Regions from separate parts of the Mus musculus genome. Here regions 2 and 3 are each linked to region 1. The links are chromatin contacts, called in public Hi-C and HiChIP or PLAC-seq maps. All regions are on one chromosome and are shown on one strand. Each heading gives the region's core, a stretch centred on a gene start, on an enhancer-like site or on the middle of the called end of the contact. The rest is flanking DNA. Distances are from core to core; before and after follow the strand shown.

What was found. A called contact is a pair of places that touch in the nucleus more often than the background predicts. HiChIP or PLAC-seq counts read pairs in DNA pulled down with a chosen protein or histone mark.
Region 2: an H3K4me3 HiChIP or PLAC-seq map of neural progenitor cells shows a contact between it and region 1, with 6 times the contacts expected there. The contact joins the promoter of Tmcc3 here to the enhancer-like site in region 1. A contact is called at or near these places in 10 of 484 Hi-C or Micro-C datasets (the N1E-115 cell line, cardiomyocytes, cerebellar granule neurons and 6 more), 8 of 115 datasets of contacts at active chromatin or transcription factors (SST interneurons, bone marrow-derived macrophages, embryonic forebrain and 5 more) and 2 of 9 other capture datasets (adipose tissue and pancreatic islet).
Region 3: a contact with region 1 is called in a Hi-C map of bone marrow-derived macrophages, with 1.9 times the contacts expected there. The contact joins two enhancer-like sites. A contact is called at or near these places in 14 of 484 Hi-C or Micro-C datasets (B cells, the G1E-ER4 cell line, the HPC-7 cell line and 7 more).

Annotation. Positions count from the first base shown.
Region 1 is chr10:94,210,002-94,212,959 of GRCm38.p6, reverse strand. All of the region lies in intron 3 of Ndufa12 (NADH:ubiquinone oxidoreductase subunit A12), which reads right to left. Among named protein-coding and RNA genes, the nearest start is that of Ndufa12, 12 kb to the right of the region's middle. Within about 2 kb of position 1,534, at least 22 of the 459 cell types and tissues checked have an H3K27ac peak or open chromatin away from gene starts, as enhancers often do. A contact at or near this core is called in the N1E-115 cell line, bone marrow-derived macrophages, cerebellum and 3 more, where this site is marked.
Region 2 is chr10:94,513,304-94,516,261 of GRCm38.p6, reverse strand. Tmcc3 (transmembrane and coiled coil domains 3) reads right to left here and starts at 1,405. Exons shown (of 4, transcript NM_172051.3): 1 at 1,158-1,405. The coding sequence starts at 1,235. Gm40743 (a long non-coding RNA gene) reads left to right here and starts at 1,383. Exons shown (of 3, transcript XR_871960.2): 1 at 1,383-1,574; 2 at 1,674-1,930.
Region 3 is chr10:94,470,126-94,473,083 of GRCm38.p6, reverse strand. It overlaps a transcript of Tmcc3 not described here. Among named protein-coding and RNA genes, the nearest start is that of Tmcc3, 43 kb to the left of the region's middle. Within about 2 kb of position 1,468, at least 10 of the 459 cell types and tissues checked have an H3K27ac peak or open chromatin away from gene starts, as enhancers often do. A contact at or near this core is called in bone marrow-derived macrophages, where this site is marked.

The DNA of each region.
Region 1 (2,958 bases), core at 285-2,784:
ACACAGGCCCTAAATCCAATCCTCAGCACAGGAAATAACCAAAACCCAAAACCAACCACTAATACCCCACTAGGCAGGCAGCGGCAGCTGTCAAGAATGTAACCAGACCATTTCGGCTGTTGTTACCTGTGGCTTGGATTTGAGTAGAAGTCTCTGGTAGCAGTTTGCCATGTTTAAAGAGAAGCAGCAGGGCTGCAGAGAAGGCTCAGCTGGTGAGGCCTTGCCAGAAAGCCTGAGGCCCAAGTGGGATCTTAAAATGCACATAAAGATGGAAGGAGAGAACCAACTTCACCAGTTTGTTCTCTGGTCCCATATAGTCCTTGTAACACTCACCCAGCCCCTACCTCACAGCACCCCACTGTATACAAATAATAATGAACCCAATTTTAAAAAGAGAGCAGGGGAGGGGGTACAAAACGGTGGGTGGACATGTTATCAATGACACAAGTATGAAAACAGAACAGTTAATGATGAGGGCGACACATTAATAATAGTTTAAAAGGAAGCAAGGCAGGAAAAAGTAGTTGGCAGATCTTAGATGAGTTGAAATGACCCTTAAGTTCTGGCTTGAGTAATAAGAACTGCCTATGTGATCCGAACAGTGACTTGACACACGATTCCCTGGGCATTTGAAGGATTGGGGAAAATTAAATATATTAAATTTATAGATGTAACCTAACTAAAATGCTTAAAATAATGTAATGAACTAAATTTGTAAATAGATATAACTGTTTAGGAGAATTTAATCCTTTCCATTAGAGTTTATCAAACATTCATCAAGGAACAAAAGAAAATGATTATTCTTTATTTTTATGCAGAAAGTATTCAATTTACTAATCTTGTTATTCTGCTTATGAGCTAAGCCTCGAGGCTTAAGAAGAACTACAGTTTAAGATTTACAGCTGCAATAAATGGGATGTTAATTTTAAATACAAATTGCCATTGTACAACAGCCCCCAGCTAGGGGAACACTGACTAACAGGCAGAATGTTGCTGAGACGCAGGAAGTGTCTGTGAATGGGGGAGGAAACCACAAATCACTTGCATATGTCACAAATACAAATGCTTATTATTTATAACCACAAATGTTCTTCTACAGAGGATGTGACAGTAAACTAACATCTCTTCTCTCCACTGGGATTCTTAGGGGACAGAGGTAGCAGCTACACAGGAGGCTGAAGCAGGAGGATCCCATGAACCTACCAGTTCAGATCCAAACTAGGCAACACAACATGATCTCATCTCTCAAAAAGAACATATTCCTTTTCTAAAAAAGCCGACCTATATCCGTGGACCAGGTGAGGGGAATCCTAAGGGTGTCCGTTCAAAAGCCAAGGAATTCAGAGTGTATTTCTGGTTGCACTGTGTGCCTCTGGATTACCAAGGTTTCTCTAACAGTCACACCTCACAATCAGGCTTTGCTTTGTTTTGTGTCTTTGTGGAGTTCCAGAATGAAGCCAGGGCTCTGTGCAGGGAACACGAATGCTCTACCCCGAGCCACCCACCACTATTTACATCTCCTTCTCCCAGCCCGCCCACCTGTCTGACTATCTTTATGTCTTCTATAATCCCCACCTCCCTGGTACAAGGCACTCTGCAGCCCAGGCTGGTGGTATTTAGTCCAGGCCAGCCTTTAACTCCTGATTCTTCTTCTTTTTCCACTTCCCTACTACTGAGCATACAGACATGGACCACCACACCCACTGCATCTTTTCTATGTCTGTGAACAGCCTCACTCAGTGCTTTGATCCAATGAAGCACTCTTGACTTTCCTCTGCCTACCCCACCTCCTCCACACAAACCTGTCTATGGCTTTGTTCTTTAACAACAATAAAAACAAAAAAACTAGAAGACAGGCCAACAGGAGGGAAGAAGGGTGGGTGAGAGCGGGAGGAAGGGAGGGAGGGAGGGAGAAAGGGAGGGAGGGAGAGAGAGAGAGAGAAGGGAAGGGAGAGAGAGCGAGAAAGAGAGAGAGAGATTGATTTCAGTATACAAGGAGACATGAGTGCTCTACACTGAGGAAAAAGACATGTTAGCTATAAGTGAACAGAAGGTGCCACCAAGTGGAGGCATGGCATATATGCTGCAGAGAAAAATCCAAGCAAGCCATTAAACTACAATTTTTAAGCAAGTCAGGGTTCCAACACGTCAAATCAAAAACAGTAAATCTACTTCTACTGATACAAGAGACAACAATGACTTTATCCTACTTGCATGAAATAACCCAGCAGTCCACTTCTCCACACTCAGTAATACTCCAACCCTGCCAAGTTTTACGTAGCTACTCATGATTCATTTGGTCTTTATGTCAGCAACTCTATGCTCAGGCTAAGAGCTAGGGAATGATGGGTAATTTAACGATAAAAGTGAGGAGAGATAAAAGTGGTATAAAATATGTAGCATTTACTTAAGTAATACTTTGAGATTATTCTATATAAGCATTTAAACTAATACAAATACTAAGACATTTTAATCTTAGTAAAGAATTGTAGAATTGTATGACTCTGCCAGGTTGTACTCATCAGGTGCTGTAAACTCCTGGAGGGCACGTGTGCTTCCCTTCTCACAGGGACACAGCGCCAGTGCCTGACGTGCAGTAGGCCTCAGATGAATAGCAGTTGAAAGTCTTTGAGCAGAGTACTGTGCGGGGTAACAGACAGTAACATTTTCCTTTCAAGGCCCATGCAGCCCAGTGTCCTTCCAAGACATCCGCCACACTGGCACACACATCCCTTCTGCAGGTCCACGGGTGGACCGAGTGGCCATAACGGCGACTGGCAGACTGAAAGGAACAAAGCAAAGACAGGATCCATAAAGTGAACTTGCCACCCCACAAGATTAGGGAAGAGTAAGGGAAACTGACAAGATGACTAAAGATCTCTGATTCTATCAAAATTTACTAATGCCTCGGAAGAAAACCTGTCCCCAGGTGACATTACTCAGCTGCTGAGCAAGCTG
Region 2 (2,958 bases), core at 156-2,655, 300 kb before region 1:
CTCCCAAGCAAACTTCTGACTGCAGGTAACCAAAACTCTAAATGTTTTTCTTAGGGAGTTTGGGAATACTTTCCTGGTGCACTGTTATGAAACTTCTAATGAAACCGAGAAAGAGTCGGTCGATGCAGGAGCGATTCCACCAAACTCATTAAATTTGTGGGTTTTTTTTTTTTAATCATTTTTCCTAAATTGATTAAGAGGCGCTAAAGTGAAAAGAGAAATGAGGTAAACATGCCACTTCTGGGAGAATCGACTACTGTTTCAAATTGTGACTGCATACCCACATTATATATAAGGGACCCCTGCATATGCCTATCACTTATGGCCGCAACTTGATCTTAGAGGTGGAAGGGTAGAAACTCTGCCCGGTCTATCTCTACGAACTTTATACAAGAAAGCCGACATCGAATCCCCAGTTCCTCGGACAAGCCAGAAGTTGGGAGGCTCAGAGAACAACTCCAGGTGCCGCCTGCCAGAGTGGAGGAGGTGCTGTTTCAAATGGCACTTTAGTCCGTCAAAAGAAGGGATGGGGGGGGGGGTGTCACATCCTTGCTGGACACTTGAGCTTCCCAAAAGGGAAAGTGTTCCTCAGGAGGGGCCCAGAGCTGGGGCTGTGGCCTCCGTCTTTATAGTGAAGCCCTCCATGGCCGGTCTCCACAGCTTGCTCAGAAGAGCTATTTTCGCTCACAGCCAAAATCAGCAACAGCAAATTAGGCTGCAAACCGTGGCGAAGGCACCCGCTCTGCACGGCTCCCAACTCCGGAGCGTCCATGCCGAGATCGACTTTTGACCTGGGCAGCGCGTCCCGGGCGTACAGTGCAGGGGACTCAGCTGCCAGGCAGGGGACGCAGCAGCAATGCAGAGCCCTGCAGGTGGCTGTGCCGGGAGGGAGCCAGACCCTGGGAGTCCCGGGGACCCGGCAGGCAGCGTGCGCTCTCTGGCGGGGAGGAGAGCCCGGCGACACCGTCGTGGAATAGGACTGGCTAGCCTCCGATTCCAGCGGTGGCCCAGCGTCCCCGGGCCGCAGGTTTTCCCCGGACCTTCCCGGCCGGGAGAGGCCGGCGTTGGGTTCTACGGTGCTGAGCCTCCGAGCCGACCCGGCCCGCGCCCTCCCCACGCAGACTCGCACCCCCGCGCCGCCCTGCGCGCGCCCTCACCCGGCTCTTGCAGCGGTGGTGCCGGCCGGGGTCTGAGTAGGTCCGGTCCACGGTGAGCGCCGTGTCGCTGCCCGGCATGTCTGCGCTTAGACTGACAACTTTGCGTCCTCCGGGGCTGCCGCTCCACTCGGCGCCGGGTGGCAGCTGCTCGCCGTGCTCCGCTCACCCTCGCCCCGGAGCCGCGGCCGAGGGGGTGGCGCGGGCCGCTGCAGCTGCTGCCGACACCCCGCGGCCCTGCGCCGCCGCCCGGGTGGGGAGGCGGGCGACAGTCTCCGCCCCTTTCCCCGCTCCCCGCCCCTGCGCCCGCGCGGCGCCTAGACCCGCTCCAGGTGCCGGGCTCAGCTGCCCTCCCTGCCTGCGAACGGGGCCCACGCGCTCCCACGCCTCTCCCGGCTCAGATGAGCGACGCTGGCACAGGTTATGGACCCACTTGAGTGTGATAAAAAAGACGGGTTTGAGCACACAGGAGGTTGCCGGATGCCTTAATGAAATATATATACATATTTCACTCAACAGGCACACTTACTTGCTGGACAGCTTTCCTGGACCTGGACAGTGGGCTAAGGATTCCAGGACGGAGGGGCATTTTCCCATCTAGTATTCCACGGAGCGGCACTCCCACTGTGTTGTGTATCTTAATTGTGCTTGTGTGACTCACTGTGTTGTAAGCTACTTTGAAACCGGGACATCTTTCCACTTGAGCGTTCTCTAGTCCCAGCGAGTGCTCCCTGCCCACAAGGAATTTGGAATCTGAAGAGAAAAAGTACTGATTGGTAATCAATGCGGTATCGGTTGCCTAACCCCCAAATTAACTACACAAGGTCCAGTGGTTTCGTGAGACGTGCCCCTGAGACCGGATTGGCAGGTTTTAAATCACTGATCCTAACAGGCTCAGAGTGCAGTGTGATCTGCCTACAGGGAGGGGAGGAGGTGTTTATCCCCCTAGCTGGCTGAGAGAAAACAGGTCTGTGCGTTGGGTGGGGGTGGGGGAGGGGACCCTCAAGGTGTCGGTTTAGTGGGTGTCTTCAGGCAAAAAGGGATCAGGTAGAAGAACGGAGAGTCGGGGGTAGGGGGTGGGGGGAATGTACTTTCAACATTAAGTTCAGCTTTGTTCTGTGGGTGTTTGGCAAGCTGCTGGGCTCCCTGAACCAGAAGTTGACAAGATCAGGATGGAAGTCTAAGACATCTATCTGATAGTCCTGTGAGAGGCATTGATGAAAGATAAAGAACTCTCGATAGGAGGCCTTTTCAAAGACTGAGGACAACCTGACCTATGTGTCATTCACTCACAAGGAGACCAGGGAACCAAGCATGTCGACTTAGTGGAGTATTAGACAAGTGTAGCAGTTGCGATGGCCCTCTGTGGAGTCATTTCTAGCATGTATAGTTAAGTGAAGAAAAGCAAGGTGCTGGAGAATATAGTGTTCTACCATTTATTGAAAGTGCAATGTGTATCATATCTATATAGAGAAATATAGATACATATACATACATACATATACATAAATATAGATATATGCCTGTGCTTATATATACACAGGGCACATTTCTGACAAGATAAAAAAAAAGCTACAGGAATAAGTGAACAAGCAGCTTAAGTTGGGAAAGGAGAACTGAGCAGCTACAGGGCAGATGGGAGGATTGTTTGTTTATTGATCGTTTTTTCACTGAGTATACATCTTAAATGTGGCCACAAAAGTAGAGTAAATTATTAAAACTTAAAAAGAATCAGAAACCTAATTTAAAGCCACTTAAAGGGGAAAAGAACCTTTAAAATAAAACACAAACAAACACACACACA
Region 3 (2,958 bases), core at 219-2,718, 260 kb before region 1:
AAAGGCTACCTCCCAAGTCCAGTTTGGTGACCCAAAGGGTTAAAGTTACTTAGAAGTATAGACAACTTGGTGGCTACATTGCTAAAGAAAATGTCTTTGTCCCAGCAACCATTATCTGCCGAAACACCCTGTGAGAGCCACTGACTGACCTCTCCTCAACCCCCACCCCAATCAGGACAGAACGCTAGTGGGCCTGATCTTCGGTTGTCCAGGAAGTCGTCGCGGCTGCTGGGTAGCCCCTGGCCATGTCACGCCTGGAGGACAATATTCTGCATACCAATCCAATTTCTGATTCTCCCAGCAAGCTGCAAGGGTCTAACCCACCCTGCACCTGCTTTTGTATAAATGGTTTTATGATTTTAAGTGGTCGAAAAGAGTAATTTGTGAGGTGAAAATGACATGGATTCCCAACAGGTGTGATGGCTCACATCTGTAATTCCAGGATTGCCGGGCAGCCGAGGCAAGAGGATGGACTTAAGTTTGAGGCCAGCCTGGGCTACAGGCCATTTCCTGTCTCAGAAAGAGGAGGAAGAAGAGGAGGAAGAAAAGGAAGAGAGAGGGAGGGAAGGAGATAATGTAAAATTGAACTTTCAGTGTTCATAAGGAAAAACTTGTTAGCATATAATCTTGCTGCCCATTTCCTTATCATCTGTGCTGCTATAGACCTGAGTCGAATGCCTGCATCCAACAGAGAGATTCTCAGCCTCTCTCTCCAGCTAGCCACCTCTACCTGGATGTCTACACCTAAAACTGTGTGATACAAAAGCTCCTGTTTGTCAACCCGGTTCTCTTTTTAAAATTGAACTGTACATTCTGGTCATCTAAGGTCACTAGGGACCCTGAGCCTCCATAATTGCTCGGCTACAGCATCGATTTCTCCGTCTGTAGGAGTCCAAGACTCAGCGGCTGATGAGAGCTCTCATTCTCTGATGGCACCGTCTTGGTGCACTGTCACGTGCTGGGTGCAGTCACCAATCTTTTCCGGACATCTACAAGGACATTAATCCATCCATGAAGCTGGAGCCCACATGACTTATTCATCTGTCCAAGGCCCCACCTCCTGAGAGCCTCAGTGAGGACTGGGTTTCACCATGAACACGTGGGGAATGGCGGCAAAGGCTCCAGCCGTGGTCGTGCTGTCCCTCTCTCTTTCTCTAAGTGTCTATAGCCCCAGCAGCTTTCTGATAAATACCTCACTGTCAGCTGTTGCCCTGTGAGGTTTCTCCTAGGATTTCATCCGCCACCACTACAGACCCTGAGCCTTCTTCCTCCTTTACTCGTCTTGCTGGGAACGCTGAGCAGGAGGACTGCATGTGGGGAAGGACTCACGAGAAACCAGATCGTCCTTTCACAGTAAACAAATCACCCCACACTCTCCAGCTTGGCTGGTCAGGTCCGGTGGAGCACACCCTGTGTAATTGTATTGGCCGGACTGGAAAATGTTTGCTAGGCAAATGTGCAAATGAGGAACCCCAAGCAATGAGTGTTCCATGTTAAGTTCCCTGCTCTCTTAGCTAACAGGAGGAACTAACTTCAGACTTCTCATACCTAGTTTTCAGGGTGTAGGGATTATTTTGTAAATTAAAAATTCGTGTGTATGCATGTGTATGTGTGTGTGTGTGTGTGTGTGTGTGTTCTTGTCTGTTTGTGTACCACTTGCATACAGAAGCCCTCGAAGACCAGAAGAGGATAATAGATCCCTTGGTTTGGCAATAATAAATCATCAGGTGGATTCTGGAACCCAAACCCAGGAGGACCTCCACCAGAGGAGGAAATGGCCTTTTAAGACGTGCCCAGATTCAAGCCGGCCAGGGTCACAGCAATGAGAGGATGGACCAGTCACAGGGTCCCACCTTTAACCTAGAAGCTCTCTGCATTGACACCTTCAGGGAAGGGAAAAATCCATTTCCTCCAATGGAATTTTACTGGGTGTGATGGCTGCTCTTATGTCAGCTCAACACACAGACTAGAGTTATCTGAAAAGAGGGAGCCTCGATTGAGAAAATGCCCTCAAAAGATCCAGCTGTAAGGCATTTTCTTAATTAGTGATCAAAGGGGGAGAGCTTAGCCCAGTGTGAGTGGTGCTATCCCTGGGCTGGGGTCCTGGGTGCTGCAAGAAAGCAGGCTGAGCAAGCCAGGGGAAGCAAGGCAGTGAGCAGCACCCCTCCGAGGCGTGCCTCCTTCCAGGTTTCTGCCCGGTTTGAGTTCCTGTCCTGACTTCTTTGCTGATGAACAACATAGAAGTGTAAGCCAAAAAAACCCCTCTCCTCCCCAAGTTGCTCTTTGGTCGAAGCAATTCATCATTACAATGAAAACCCTGACTGAGACACTGGGTATATCAGTTGCATCTCAGGCAGCCCCCAAGCCCAATGTTAACTGCCGATACAAAGCCAAATCCATGTTTTTCTGTGAGATTTTTGTTTAGTTTTGGCATTTTGAGGGAAGGTCTTCTTGTTTTTGTTTTATTTTGTTTTGTTTCTTTTTTTTTCTTTTCTTTCTTTTTTTGAGAAAGAGAAAAACATAACACTGGGTGGAAAAATTGATCAAAATATATTGTATGAAACATTTTAAAATACTTTTAAATATAAACCTAGAGTATAAGTGCTAAGCCATCTCTTCAGCTGCAACTTGGATTCTTTTTTTCTTTTTTTTTAAATTGGGTATTTATTTCATTTACATTTCCAATGCTATCCCAAAAGTCCCCCACACGCTCCCCCACCCACTCCCCCACCCTCTCACTCCCATTTCTTGGCCCTGGCATTCCCCTGTACTGAGGCATATAAAGTTTGCACGACCAATGGGCTATCTTCTGATTCATATGCAGCTAGAGACACGAACTCTGGGGGGGGTATTGGTTAGTTCATATTGTTGTTCCACCTATAGGATTGCAGATCCCTTCAGCTCCTTGGGTACTTTCTCTAGCTCCTCCATTGGGGGCCCTGTGTTCCATCCAATAGC